Linked DNA regions of Mus musculus: region 2 is linked to region 1. Evidence: chromatin contacts called from public Hi-C data. All regions are on one chromosome and are shown on one strand. Each heading gives the region's core, a stretch centred on a gene start, on an enhancer-like site or on the middle of the called end of the contact. The rest is flanking DNA. Distances are from core to core; before and after follow the strand shown.

Region 1 (6,706 bases), core at 2,001-4,500:
GTTACCTGGCTACAGCTATCAGATGCAGCCATCTATGTGTGTCCACAGGACGATAGATGCAGGCCTACATTCCCTGCATGGTTCCGGAACCCATACTGACTCTGGCCTGTCGGACAAGGGAGGTTCTGGCTGTTGCTCCTGCTGCTTGTTGCATAAGGAACAGAGAAGAGATGTGCATTACCCTCACATCCTAGGGCTGTCCTGACTTTTCCGTGAGGTTGCTTCCCTTTCGCCAGATTTTCAGTAACAAGGTGTTCATGGGCCGCGCCGCATGCTCAGCCAGGACCCTCATAGCACCCTCAGGTCAATCTTGTGAGGGAGGCATTACTTCACATCTTACAGGTGCAGGAACAGACTCAGCCATGTGTCCTATAGACAGCAGGTGTAGAAATGGGGCTATGTTCAGGGCGACATGTATCTGCACCTACTTGTTGACAAAAAACTTTTCTCAGAGTCTTAGTGAAGGAACACAGAGGCCCTCAGGCAAGCCCTTCTTGATGGTGACCTAACTCATAGTCAGCTCATGTTACAGTCCCTATCTGGATCCCAGTTGGGCACATTCTGGTCGTCAGACTACCCAGAAGAGCTACCTGGGACTACCCAGAACCCCTGGTTACACAGGTGGGATCCTGGTACGGCAGCTACCGCTCTCTCTCCTTAAGGACTTCACTGGACCTCTTTTGGGCCGCAGAGCCCAGAGCTTGTCACTTTATGGTGGTTCCAGCTTCTGAGCTGGCCCCTGTGATTCTCTGGCTTTCCCCAGCTGCTCCCATAGGTGAGCACATGCTTAGGACTCTAGGTGACTTCCCCAGCTCAGCAACATCCCACGGGGCTCTAGACATGGTGCCAAGGAAGAGATGACTAACAAGATCTCTCAGCCAGAGCACAGGCTAGCAAGATCCCTGCTAGAACACAGGCTGGCAAGATTTCAGCTAGAGCCCAGGCTAATAAGATCTCAGCTAAAGCACAGGCAAGCAATCTCACTCTCTGCCTAGATCACAGGCCCGTTCTGGTTTTCACCTTTTCCTGAGTGCAGAGGAACTGGCTCCATCATGAGCCAAGGAGAACAAGGAGTAATTATGACACAAATTCTCAGGTGCAGTGCAGGTGGGGCACATCTTAGCTGCGTGCCAGAGCTTCAGTGTGCCCCGTGTTCTCAGCTGCGAGACCGAGGTGAGGTGCATCTCCCACTTCCAGGCCCGTGAGTGTGGACTGGAATGGTGCCCATCTGACTAATGCCAGAGTCCAGTCTTAGCCCATGAATTTGGTTTCCAATATTGCTTTCCAAGAGCTGGTAGGACAGGGAACAGCGTGTTTGAGGGCCAGGGCCAGGGACAAAGCAGCAGGGAGCTGGGAGGCTCCATTGTGAGCATCATGACCCTGGTGCCTGCATTGCTAGCCTGGCACCTGCATTGCTAGCCTGGCACCTGCATTGCTAGCCTGGCACCTGCATTGCTAGCCTGGTGCCTGCATTGCTAGCCTGGCACCTGCATTGCTAGCCTGGCGTCTGCATTGCTAGCCTGGTGCCTGCATTGCTAGCCTGGCGTCTGCATTGCTAGTGTTTTCTACCCCCAGTCTTAAGACTGGAAGCTTCCTGGAGGAAGGGCAGGTTGGCCATCTCTGTGCCAGCCACTCAGCATGTCTTGAGAGGAAGTTGTTTGTGACTCACTCAAAGGGCAAGGGGTACATGCCAAGGGAGTTGAAAGCTGGCACCTGTGTCAGGAAAGGACTGGGTCATCCTCTGAGAGGCGGGAATTCAAGATCATGATATCATCACTACTGAGTCTTGTTGTCATGCACAGCTGTGTGTGCACCGTCTCTAGACGCCCCCACATCTACTCCCTATGTTCACACTGACCCTCAGGCATAAGGACTGTGAGGAACTGCCCCCAGGTTACCTGGGGAGGGCATGGCAGCAAGGATTTGCCTTTGCTGTCTGTTCTGCTTGGCCCCAATGCCAAGGCTCCTTCTTTTCAATAGATCTTCCCAAGACCTGATTGGGGGTATAATGCCAACATGGCCTCCACCGGAGACTAAGCAAGTCTTCTGCTTTCCTTTATAAAAATATTCATATAGTAACAAAACGAGTAAGTAGGTCTTTGGGATGTCTAGACAGGGCCATGCCCAGGGGTCCTCAGACTTGGTGGACCATGAGCATAGCCATGAGTGTAGGGATGAAAGACCACGCTGTCCTGGATTGCTCCCCGCAGATGTCAGACTCTCTGGAGAGAAGCCACCTCTGTAAGTTTCAAGGCTCCCCCACTGAGGCTGGCTGTGTTCAAACTTTAGTGCTTGTTCTGGCTAGTTTTATTAAACCAGCTGGTTCGTTACTTTGGCACAAGCTAGAGACATTGGAAAGGAAGGAGCCTCAATTGAGAAAATGCCTCCATGAGGTTAGGATGTAGGCAAACCTGTAGTCAGTAATGTGGAGCATAAGCTAAATAAACCCTTCTTAATTAGTGATTGATGGGGGATGGGGTGCGGTGGGGAAGGCCCAGCTCATTGTGGGTGGTGCCATTCCTGGGCTGGTGATCCTGGGTTCTAGAAGAAAACGGGCTAAGCAAGCCAGTAAGCATCGTCTGCCCATGGTCTCTGCAATTAGCTCCTGTCTCCAGGTTCCAGCCCTGTTTGAGTTCCTGTCTTGACTCCCATCAGTGATGTATGATGTGGAGGCAGACCCTAAGTAAACCCTTTCCTCCCCAAGTTGGCTTGGTCATGGTAGTAAAGCATCTAAGACAGTAGTTTTCTTGCCTATCCTAAGGGTTCCATCCTCACGTCAGCTTAGAGCTGCTTCCCTCTGGATTTAATTAAAGTCCTGAGTCCCTGGGGTGCTGTGGCCCCTTTGGTACCAGACTGACCTCCTGCAGGCTCTCCTGAGCCTCTGTGCCTCTTAGTGCTTAGCCAAGTTTCTTTGGTCAACCATTGGACTAATGACTAGCCAGGCGTGGGCAGTCATGGAAGGCAAGATCTCAGCCCCGCCTAGGTTCGGAAGCCTGGCCAGAGAGGCACCAGTGCAGACATGGATTGGAATGCCAGGCCCCTTCTGAACCTCAAGCTTGCTGGAGAGGTGGGGTGACTTCATCTCTTGACTTCCCAGGCGGTTCCCTTAGCAACGGGGCCTCGCTTTGACAGCCGCCTTTGCAGACAGTCTGTTTTCCAGAGGGGGGCTCTTTACCCTACTGCCTTTCACTCATTAAGTGAGAGTCGCTGCAGGGGTGTGAAGCCCAGACTCCCTGCAGTCTCATAGAGCCAGAGCTGTACCCACAGCCCAGCCTATCCAGGCTGCCCCTGGAGCCAGCAGCCCACAGACTGATCCTGTCTCTACAGGTCTGTTGTCTGCCGCGCAACACACATCTTGTGGCTCCCACGGAACTGAAGCCGGCTTCTCTACCTTCACCCTCTGCCCCCTCCTTGCTTTTTCTACCTCCTGACTTCTCTCTTCCCACCAGCACACCTGCAATCCACCTGTCTTTCACACTCACATTAGCAGTTAAAGCGTCTGTGCTGACATTTGATGATCTTAATATAGGCCCTGGTGACAGAGGAACAAGAAGAGCACAGAGTTTGCGCATTGCTGGAGAGTAGACTCCTCCCCCCGAATCCCTGACTCCTCCCCACAGTCCCTGTCTGAGCTCAGAAATCTCCCCTTCCACATTGTGGGGAGGGCTTCAACAGGTCCCACAGACTGTGTGGCGTGTGATGGCTTTACCTCCTTCGTGTAGCCTTCTCCCTCCAGATGACCAAGAAGGATGATAATAAAACCTACCACCAGGGGTCAGGTTCATCGGGTGCCCCCTTTGTGCCCTACCCAGGGGGCATGTACCCCCAGGTTAGTGTTAGCATGCAGCTAGCAGTTACCCTACTTCACAGATTAGAAAAAGGAGCTTCGGACATACTTAAGGTTAGCTAACATGGTTAAAGGAGAGAGTACGACGGTGAGCTGAACACGTGCCATGCGTGGTTAGCTGGCCAGGAAGAGGGGTGGGTCACTGGGAAAGTAGGGGAGGGGCATCTTGAAGGACGCTGAGAGGGTGGAGACGGAAGGCAGAAATGGAGTCGCAGAGATGGTGAAGGAAAGTCACTACACTGGAGTGTCTCAAGAGGAGGGTGGAGTCAACGCTTCTGGGACTCAGAAGAACAGGGTCACGTGTCTGAGCAACACTGTTGGTGACCATGAAAGGCACAGTTGATGAAGGGGTAGAAGACACTAGATCTTCTAAGCAGTGGGCAAAGGTATTTACTGAGAGAACAGGGCCATCAGGGAGGCCATTCCCCTGGGAATTCTGGCCCTGGGGTACAGTAGGGAGAAACGGATACCTGAACCTCATGAACCGCTATTTGCTCGATCTGTAGGCAAAGAGCGTGTTGATGAGAGCCACCAGGACAGGACAGGGGCTCCAGTTTGGACTTGGTATGGTTGGGTGGGCCAGGAGAAAGTTCTACTACCTCTTACCCTCCAAAAGGAGGCAGGATGAAGCCCAATTGGAGGAGCTGTGACTTCAGCAGTCCCGGGAAAAGAGAGGGAGGGGTTGAGGAGCACAGAAGCTGTCCGAGTGTTTGTGACCTCTTCACCTCCTGGACACATACCCCAAGGAAAACAATTGAAAAGATGCAAAGTTTAATTTGGACACAGTTCAGCCCGTGGCTGGCTGGCGTCCATTGCTTTAGTCTGAGGTGGAGCAGGATATCGTGCCAAGTCTCTATGATAGAGGAGGCTGCTCACTTCATGGGGGCCAGCAAGCGCTGAGGGGATGGGGGGTGGGGGGTGGAGGGTGGGTTGCAAGGTCACAATATCATCTTCAAAGACTCACCCTTAATGACCTACTTCCTCCAAATAGACTCCACCTCCTAAAGGGTTCATCCACCTATCAATAGCGCCACCAGCTGGGGAACAGATGAACAACACCGGAACTCTGGGAATCCAGTTCAAATCTGACTGTATTGCCCGAGAGAAGAGTGTCAGGGAGGCAGGACTCAGAGGAATGCAGCTGCACCAGGTGATCTTGCCATCCTTTTGTAATGGCCACTATTCCACCCTTCCCCATTGAACAAGTAGAGTGGAGTGTGTCACAGGCGCTCTTAGAGCTACTGTGGAAGAGGTAATGCTCATTGCAACTGGTCCTCTGTGTGTGTGTGTGTGTGTGTGTGTGTGTGTGTGTGTGCGCGTGCACACATGTGTTTTCCAACTTTTCTTTTTGTTATTTTGTTTTTGTGTTCTTCCCTGAAGACCACCTCACATTGAGGCCACGTGTCTCTTTATAAATTCCACATCTAGTGACATCCCATCAGCAACTGAAGGCCTGCTGTGATGGGAGAATTTACACCACAGAAATTGCCCAGAGCCCCTTATCAGGGCTGCTTCCCCTGGGAAAACTGGTTGCTCAGTACTGCTCCTCATGTCTCAGAAAGCTTGCCTTGACTAATGCAGAAAGAAATATATACATATATTCTATTATCATATATATGTATGTAACATATATTCTATTACCATATATATGTATGTATGTATGTATGTATGTATATGATAAGATCAAAAGAAAGTAAAGGGGGCAATCACATTATGTGATTATTTACCTAGGAAATTTGAAAGAACAAGCAGGAACTATTACAATTAATCAGGAATTCAGTAAATGCTGACTTGAAAGAAATATTCAAAAAAATCAATGGCTTTGCTGTGTACTTACATTAATCACCCGGAATGTATGATGGGAAAAGATGACATTCACAATAGCCACAAAGACAGAAAATATCCAACAACAAGCTCAGTCATAAATGTGTGAGGCTAAAACTTCACATGAAAATGAGAATTGACTGCATAAAAGCACAGCCGGCTGGGCCGGTGGAAAAGAAGATTAAAAATTGTCAATTCCATTAAGATTAATCCATACATTTAATTCAGTTCCAATGAAATCCCAAATGTATTTTCTTGCAACATCAGTTCATTGGGAGTTATAAATAGACAAGAACGGCTAAGAACATCTTAATAAATGAAATTGATCAGGGCAGGAGGAGCTTCTGAGGTCAGACATTTAAATGCAGGTGTCGAGGTGTTCCGTTGCCCACTGTCCACGCTGTTCTAAAATAGCTCCCATCCACAGACTGAGTGAGTGAGCCTAGGAGAACACTTGGGCACGTGCACCAAGCCCAGCACCACAAAAGCTGGGCCTTGTGGGGCACACCGGTCACTCCAGCACTTGGGAGGTGGAGGCAGGTGAATCAAGGTTCAAGGTCATCCTTAGCTACATATGGAGTTCAGGGCCAGCTTGAGCTGCGTGAGACCCTGCCTCAAAAGGAAAACAAAAGTAAGCAAACACACACAGGGCTACACATGCCTCAGAAACACAACTACACACACTCACACACACATACACACATTTACACACATATACACACACTCACACACACATACACATACTCACACACATATATACACACTCACACTAACACATGCACACACATATATATGCACACCCACACACATGTACACACACTCATGCACACAGTAACACAAGCACACACATACACACTCACATACACACACTCACACACACGTGCATACACTAACACATGCACACACATACACACTCACATACACATACATTCACAGATACTCACACACATGTATATACACTAACACACATGCACACATACACACTCACATATGCACATATACATACACACAGTAACACACATGCACACTCACATA
Region 2 (6,706 bases), core at 1,508-4,007, 100 kb before region 1:
AGCCTGGACCAGCACAGTAGCCTTGGAGCCACATCATGCCTCCTCTCTACCCTTCACTAAGTGTCTCTAAGAATCCAGCCAATCACTTCTCAGCTCAGGCCGCCCAGTTCAATACAGTACAAACCCCGGCATTCCACACCACACTGGAGCTCCCTGCGGTGAGGGTGAGCTTGCCTGTGCTTCTATTTCACGTCCTCCATTCAGCAGGCTAAGGGCCACCCTAGGGCCTACGAAGCAGCAGATTCCAGCCTCTTCCTGCAGATACCTGCTGTGCTCGCTCTCTTGCTTCCTCACACACACCCTCTTCTCTAGTTGTCCTTCTAGTTCACACCTCCAAGAACACCAGCCCACACCAGCCTTACCCACTTTGTTCTAGAACAAACTGGTTGGGGCGGGCCTTGCCCCACAGGGACTGCAGCCTCATCTAGGTCCAGGGCACTTGCTGCTGCTCTTGGGCATAAGCCTCAGTTTTCTTATCTGTAACCTGAGGCTAAGGGGGGGGAGCTGCAAGCATAGACCTGCAGAGAGGCCCACTGTGGGAAGAAACCAATACTACAGGCGGCCATGGGAGACACTGTAGGAAGGGTAGGTCACTGCTTGTGATACAGATGGTGTTTCAGGGGTGACAAGGCTCAGAGGCATTGGGGATACCAGAATCTGGAGTCATATCCAAGTCCAGAGACAGAAGGACTCTTGGGAGGGGCTATGGGGCTCACCAATCAAAAATGGGCAGAGCACAAAGGGTCAGGTGACCGACTGGGACAATACAATGAGGTACCTAGAGCCATTCATGTATTAAAATGACTCAGAGAGGTGAAGGTACTCACCTAAGGCCACACAGCAAAGGATGGCGATGAGTCCTCAAACTGGGAGCCCAGGGGCAGAGGACTGAAGCTGGAGAAGCTGGTTCTGCTCACGGTCACTGTAGCCTGTGGTCACATGTCTCTGCGCCCGCCTGGTGTTCTGAGGAGGTGACTATCACGGGCTGGGAATAGGGAGGAGCAGATAGTTCAGCCTCCCCCAGAGGCTGGGCTGAATCGTCTGTCCAGATGCTATAGCTCCAGATGTTGGTCTCCAGGGCTGGGTCATAGGCTCCGCCTCATTCGGTTTACCAGGGATTTGATATAGAAACCACTTGGCCAAGGGCCTGAGTTGATGTAGGTGTGTGTGTGTGTGTGTGTGTGTGTGTGTATGTCTGTTCGTGTCTCTTTGTGTGTGCCTGTGCATCTGTGTGTGTCTGTGTTTCTCTGTATGTGTGTTTCTCTATGTGTGTGTGTGTGTGTCTGTATGTCTGTGTGTGTCTCTCTCTATGTATCTGTGTGTGTCTGTGTTTGTCTGTATGTGTGTGTCTCTGTGTGACTCTGTATATCTCTGTGTGTGTCTGTATGTATCTCTGTGTGTCTGTTTATCTGTGTCTGTCTATATGTGTGTATCTGTATGTGTGTGTCTCTGTGTGTTTCTGTATGTCTCTCTGTGTGTCTGTATGTCTGTGTGTGTATATGTATGTGTGTGTCTCTGTATGTCTCTGTGTGTGTATCTGTATGTGTCTGTCTGTCTGTCTGTCTGTCTGTGTATCTGTATGTGTCTATCTGTCTGTCTGTGTCTGTGTAGCTGTGGAGGGGCCTGTTTCAGTACTAGAAAAGGAGGTAATAGAATTTCCTAGATCAAACCAGAGAACGGAAACTGAGCACACTGAATGGTGGCTGAACATTTGCAGATAAAACAAGTCAGAGAAAAACATAGCCCTGTCCCCTGGAAGCCAGGTGGCAGCTCATGTGCTCAAGTCCCCGAGGTCAGTGGTCTCTATAGCTGAGCAAGGACATCAAGTCAAGTAAATGGAGAGTCGCAGGGACAAGTCCCCGGGGTTTGGAGTTGCTTCTCAAAGCCACTGACTTAGGTGTCATCAGATTGCCTAGGTGTGTTCCCAGTGGAGTGCTACAGGACCCCACTACAGATCATATACGGTAAGAATAAACAGAAACTGCTCATGAGCGGGCTGACTGGGCCACAAGCTGGGAGGACCAAGAATGTGCTGTCTCCACGCAGCTCCAGCCTCCAGCAAACTTGGTGATAATGCGTTTGTTTGTTTTTTTCCGGCGGGGTGGGGAGTATCTTCCTCTCAGTGACTGACCTTAGCTCTCCTAGCAACTTGTTTCAATGTCCATGTGTGTGTTGGTGATAACTGTCTGCATTAAGCCTGTAGGAGCTCAATGAATGAATGAGCAAATCTTTACACTCAGACCCTCCCCTCTGAGCATGCGTGAGCTTGTGCGCAGGCTCAGCGGCTGCTACCTGGAGCCCAGGGTCGGGCTCAGCATGCTACCCCTAGCTAAGACAGCCTTGACAACTGGATCTTGAGGCCGCCACCGTCCTTCGCTTTAATTGCTGGAAAATTGACGATAGATGCAAGGAAAATAATGAGGCCTAATTATGTTAATTAAACGGCTAATTCATTAATTAACACACTCACATCCCCAGCTTGGAGAGCCCCTCACAGTGGCTGCTTGGTTGGTTGGTTTAGTTCCAGCAAGGGAGGGGACACCGCTGGGTCAGGCAGCTCCCCCCTGAGTAGAGGCCACCCAGCTGTCCCTGGGGTATCTTGCCCAGAACCTGGGCTATTCCCAGTTCTCCATTCTTGATTGCAGATACAGAGGCTCTGAGCAGGCATAACGCACTTGTGGGAAGCCTGGGTCCATCGCCCAAGAGCCTCCCGGTGATTTTCTGGAGAAAATAGAGAAAAAAGCAGGGTCTGGAAGAGAGCGTGGGTGAGCTGGTCTGAGCAGTGAATTCAGATCGGGTGCCCAGGAGACTCACAGGCAGAAGGAAGCAAGTCCCAGGATCCTGCAGGTGCCCGTTTGTGCCAGGCCACTGGGTTCCATGGATAAGAAGGTGGGGTTTGCAGAAGGACAGACTGGCCTGCCAGCCTCCCTTCTTCTTCCTGCTTTCTCAGCTTCCATGAGCTCCCTTCCCCTGTTGCTGGGCCCTGAGTCCCTGCAGCTTGCAAGGATTCAGGATGTGGCCCTTCGCTGCCAGTGTTGCCAGAACCAGCTTTTCGTTCTCTCTCATCATGTGTTTAAGGTTCGTTTGGTTTTTATCGTCAATCACCAAGTTCACTCCCGAAGCTCTTTCTAAAACTGCTCCCTTCTCACACTCTCCTGTGCCTCCGGCTCTCTCAGGGGCTGCCAGGGCACCAGGCTTCCATCTTGGGATCCTGATCACATAAGGGGATGATTAGTGTTTTCTTAGTTGACCCTGGGGTCTCTGTGGAGAGGGACGGGGCAGGAAGCAGATTATATGAGCTCCACCTTCTTTTACCTGGACTGATAATAATCTCCACCAGCAAGGGTCCTTGGGAACGTGCAGTGCACAGCCGGGCCTGGGAAAGGTGGTTGGACCCCTTCTGCATGTCTCACTGCCACTCTGGGTCCAGTAGCCTAACTGTGGCTGCCTGGTGAGACAGCCTCTCACTGGCCAGTGATGGAAAGACAAGTCTCAGGGTCCCTGGTCAGTCAACGCAGCGGACAGGCCCCCAGTGGAAGTACCTCCTGAGCGAGGGAGGTGTAAGCCTCCACTCTGCCAGGTAGACTTTAACCACCTCTCCAGAGACAAGGAATCGATGGCTTTGGGGCTGAGACTTAATTTGAAGGAACTGAAAGCAAAGGTTCATGGGAAATATGATGATTATAAAGTGCTTAGCCTCTGCCTGGGGGCCCAGACCCGGCTGGTTTCACGGTGTCTGGGAAGCCAGAAGCCAGTTCACCCTCTAATTACAATGGATTTCAAAAGTGCAATAAAAGCAGCTGCTTCCACGCTGGGCCTTGTGGCTTGGAGCTGTTTCTAGAAGGTGTGATGAATGCCGGGACATTGTGGACTTGTGTCTCCTGACTTCTGACTCCCATGTCCCACCTACCCACCCCCACCCCCACCCCCATCTCCCCCACCCCACCTCTACCCACCCCACCCCCACTCAGTGGAGGAGAGTAACAACAACAAAAGCAACAGAAGCAGCCAGACCTTGAGTGAATTCTTGCTGTGCCCCAGTAGGGAGTTCAGGCTGTTCAGGCCCTGACTGAACAATCTTCCACTAACTCTTGTTAGGAAAGTGTATCAGTCAGCACTCACCATAAAATTGCTGCATAACAAACAACCCCAAATGTCAGTTGCATAAAGCAAGGAATATCTACTGTCACAGATTTGGTTGACAGCTGCCTGGGCCTTAGCTGATCTTGTCTGTGTTTGACTGGGCTCTGTGCCTTCCTCTTCAGGAGCCAGCCCTGGCTCTGGAATGTTATTTTCCTGCCAACGAGAGAAACATTCAGGCTCTAAACTGGCTCCCTTCTCTCCTTTCTTCTTGATCTGTGGCCAATGTGAGTCCTAACAGGTCTAACTCAAGATGGGGGAACAATGTCTATTTTAAAGCAGTTGAATTTGTGTGTGTTGCAGGTATCTGTGTGTGGGGTTGTGTATGTGAGTGCAGTTGTCTATGGAGCCAGAAGAGGGTGAAAGATCCCCTTGGAGCTGGAGTTACTGGTGGTTGTGAGTTGCCCAGTGTTGGTAGAACTGAGTTTTGGTCTTCTGCAAGAGCAGTGTGTGCTCTTAATTAATGCTGGGCCACTGAGGACAGGAGTTTCTTGTGCTGTTGGTGGGGGAACACTATAAAATCAAAGAGTGTGGCCGTGGGGAAAGGTGACAGATTGGGGACACTGTGATACCATCAACCGTAGTAGGGAGTTAGTCTCATTATCCCCGTCAGACAGATGAGGAAAAAAAGATAGGGGAATCACTCAGTGCTACAGCTGAGTGGGGTGCCCACCAAACCCCGTGGCTCTGGAGTCTGTGTTCCTAGTGGTGTCCTCTCATCCCCACATCAATGTCTGAGTGCCCTGATAGAACAGAATGGTGGGAACCAACCTGTTTTAACCCGACACCTGGCTCAGTCCTCCCAACCCCAGGTACTGCTGGTCACCCTTCATTCTCTCCAGACCATGTTCCTTCCAGAGGGCAGACATCTTAATTAGCCATTACTCGGTGATGAAGGATAAGTTTGAAAGGTGGAATCTAGAGTGAGTTCCTTCTCTCGTCTCACACTTGGACAGTGGCAGAGCGTCAGGCAGCGTGGAAGACTCAGAGGGTCTGTTGGTCACACTGGTGCCCTCAGCAGCCTCCTCCTCCAGGCCTCTCCACAGTGTGGCCCTGGGAACCCAGGTTCCCACTGTCCACTTCTCCCTGTAGCCACAGGGGTGCTACCAGGGCCTCTGGTGCCTTGTCACCTCCTTGGGACTCCCAGGTCCAGAACCACATGGCTGGAGGGTCACAGACTCTTACCACTTGACTCCTTTAGAAGTTCTGAAGATTTTTTTTATTACCCAGGTAGTATGTGCACACTGTGAGAAAATTAGAAAATACAGAAAACATAAAGAAAAAGAGTCAAGCCTAAATGTACATGGGTTAGGGCATAAACAGGAAACAGTTTTATCCCCAATAACTGTCACCATCCTGCCACTTCCAGAGGCCTCCTCTTCCCCTGGTTGGGCAGGGGGTCTGTTAGCCACATTGCAGTCTAACTTGGTGATTTTCCTCAGGCATATTAAAATGGCTTGGTTTAGACTCTGGGACATGGCCCTGCTATCTCGAATGTGAACACCGATCCTGCCCCAATCCACCCCTGGGCCTCCTGGTAGTTCTTCTGGGGACTGCATTTGTTACAAGAAAACTTTGACTAATAATTGCCTGGCACGGTTATGTGTGCGAGTTTCTCTACATGAAATGCCCTCTTGAATCAACCAGTTCCTCAGATAGATAAGCTGAGGCCCAGAATACGTTACAGAACTCACCTGATGTCACCGAGAGGCAGGGCAGAAAAATCTGAGACCTCTATTGACCACTGGGTGCCTACATAGTTCTCTGCCCCTAGGATGTTTGGTGTCGTGGCTGAGTTTCAGCCCAGGAGATGTGACACAGTCTCTTTAATAAATATGTCTGACTTCTCCGTCTGGTCCTCTTAATGGGCATTTTATGGGCTTCCCTCCACAGGTCTAGTTGCTGCAGAATGGTTGCAGGACCAACACTGTACTAGTGTCCTCTGATAGGAGCCTGTGCCCCTGTCACCAGGGCCTTTGGAGGGGTCTTACACTCCTAGGGGTGGAGGTCATCAAGCCCACTTGTCTGGGTCCTCGCTCATTCCCAGTGGGCTCTCAGAGGTAGTGAGAGGTGCTAGGTCATGAATTGGGCCGCGTAGGAGCAGACAAGGCATCAGCAAGTTCGTGCCTGGCCAAGGCGCAGTGGTTGCATCGCAAAATACTCAGTCACCCCTGAGGTGCCACTTGGCACAGGGGAACAGAGATTGACATGTAAGCTGGAGGGCTAGGGGCTGAGGAAGAACAGAGAGGGAGAAAAAGGCAAGGGAGTAGGAAGGGGAGATGAAAGGAGGGCAGAGAGATACAAGGAGAGAAAGAAAAGGGGAGAAGGAGAGGCAGAGAAAGGAGAGAAAGTCTAGGAGGGAGAGAGGAGAGAAAGAAAAAGGGAGTGGAGAAAGGAGAGGGCAGACAGAAAGAGAAAGAGAAAGAGAAAGAGAAAGAGAAAGAGAAAGAGAAAGAGAAAGAGAAAGAGAAAGAGAAAGACACACACAACACACAGAGGGAGAGAGAGAGAGAGAGAGAGAGAGAGAGAGAGAGATAGAGAGAGAGAGAGAGAGAGAGAGAGAGAG

The links. Hi-C and Micro-C count contacts between places; a contact is called where the count stands out from the background.
Region 2: a Hi-C map of the N1E-115 cell line shows a contact between it and region 1, with 4 times the contacts expected there. The contact joins two enhancer-like sites. A contact is called at or near these places in 2 of 484 Hi-C or Micro-C datasets (the N1E-115 cell line and large pre-B cells).

Annotation. Positions count from the first base shown.
Region 1 is chr2:34,024,090-34,030,795 of GRCm38.p6, reverse strand. It overlaps C230014O12Rik (RIKEN cDNA C230014O12 gene), which reads left to right. Exons shown (of 4, transcript NR_130173.1): 3 at 4,839-4,997. Among named protein-coding and RNA genes, the nearest start is that of Gm39793, 65 kb to the right of the region's middle. Within about 2 kb of position 3,250, at least 40 of the 459 cell types and tissues checked have an H3K27ac peak or open chromatin away from gene starts, as enhancers often do. A contact at or near this core is called in the N1E-115 cell line, where this site is marked.
Region 2 is chr2:34,125,647-34,132,352 of GRCm38.p6, reverse strand. No RefSeq gene overlaps it. Among named protein-coding and RNA genes, the nearest start is that of C230014O12Rik, 21 kb to the right of the region's middle. Within about 2 kb of position 2,757, at least 7 of the 459 cell types and tissues checked have an H3K27ac peak or open chromatin away from gene starts, as enhancers often do. A contact at or near this core is called in the N1E-115 cell line, where this site is marked.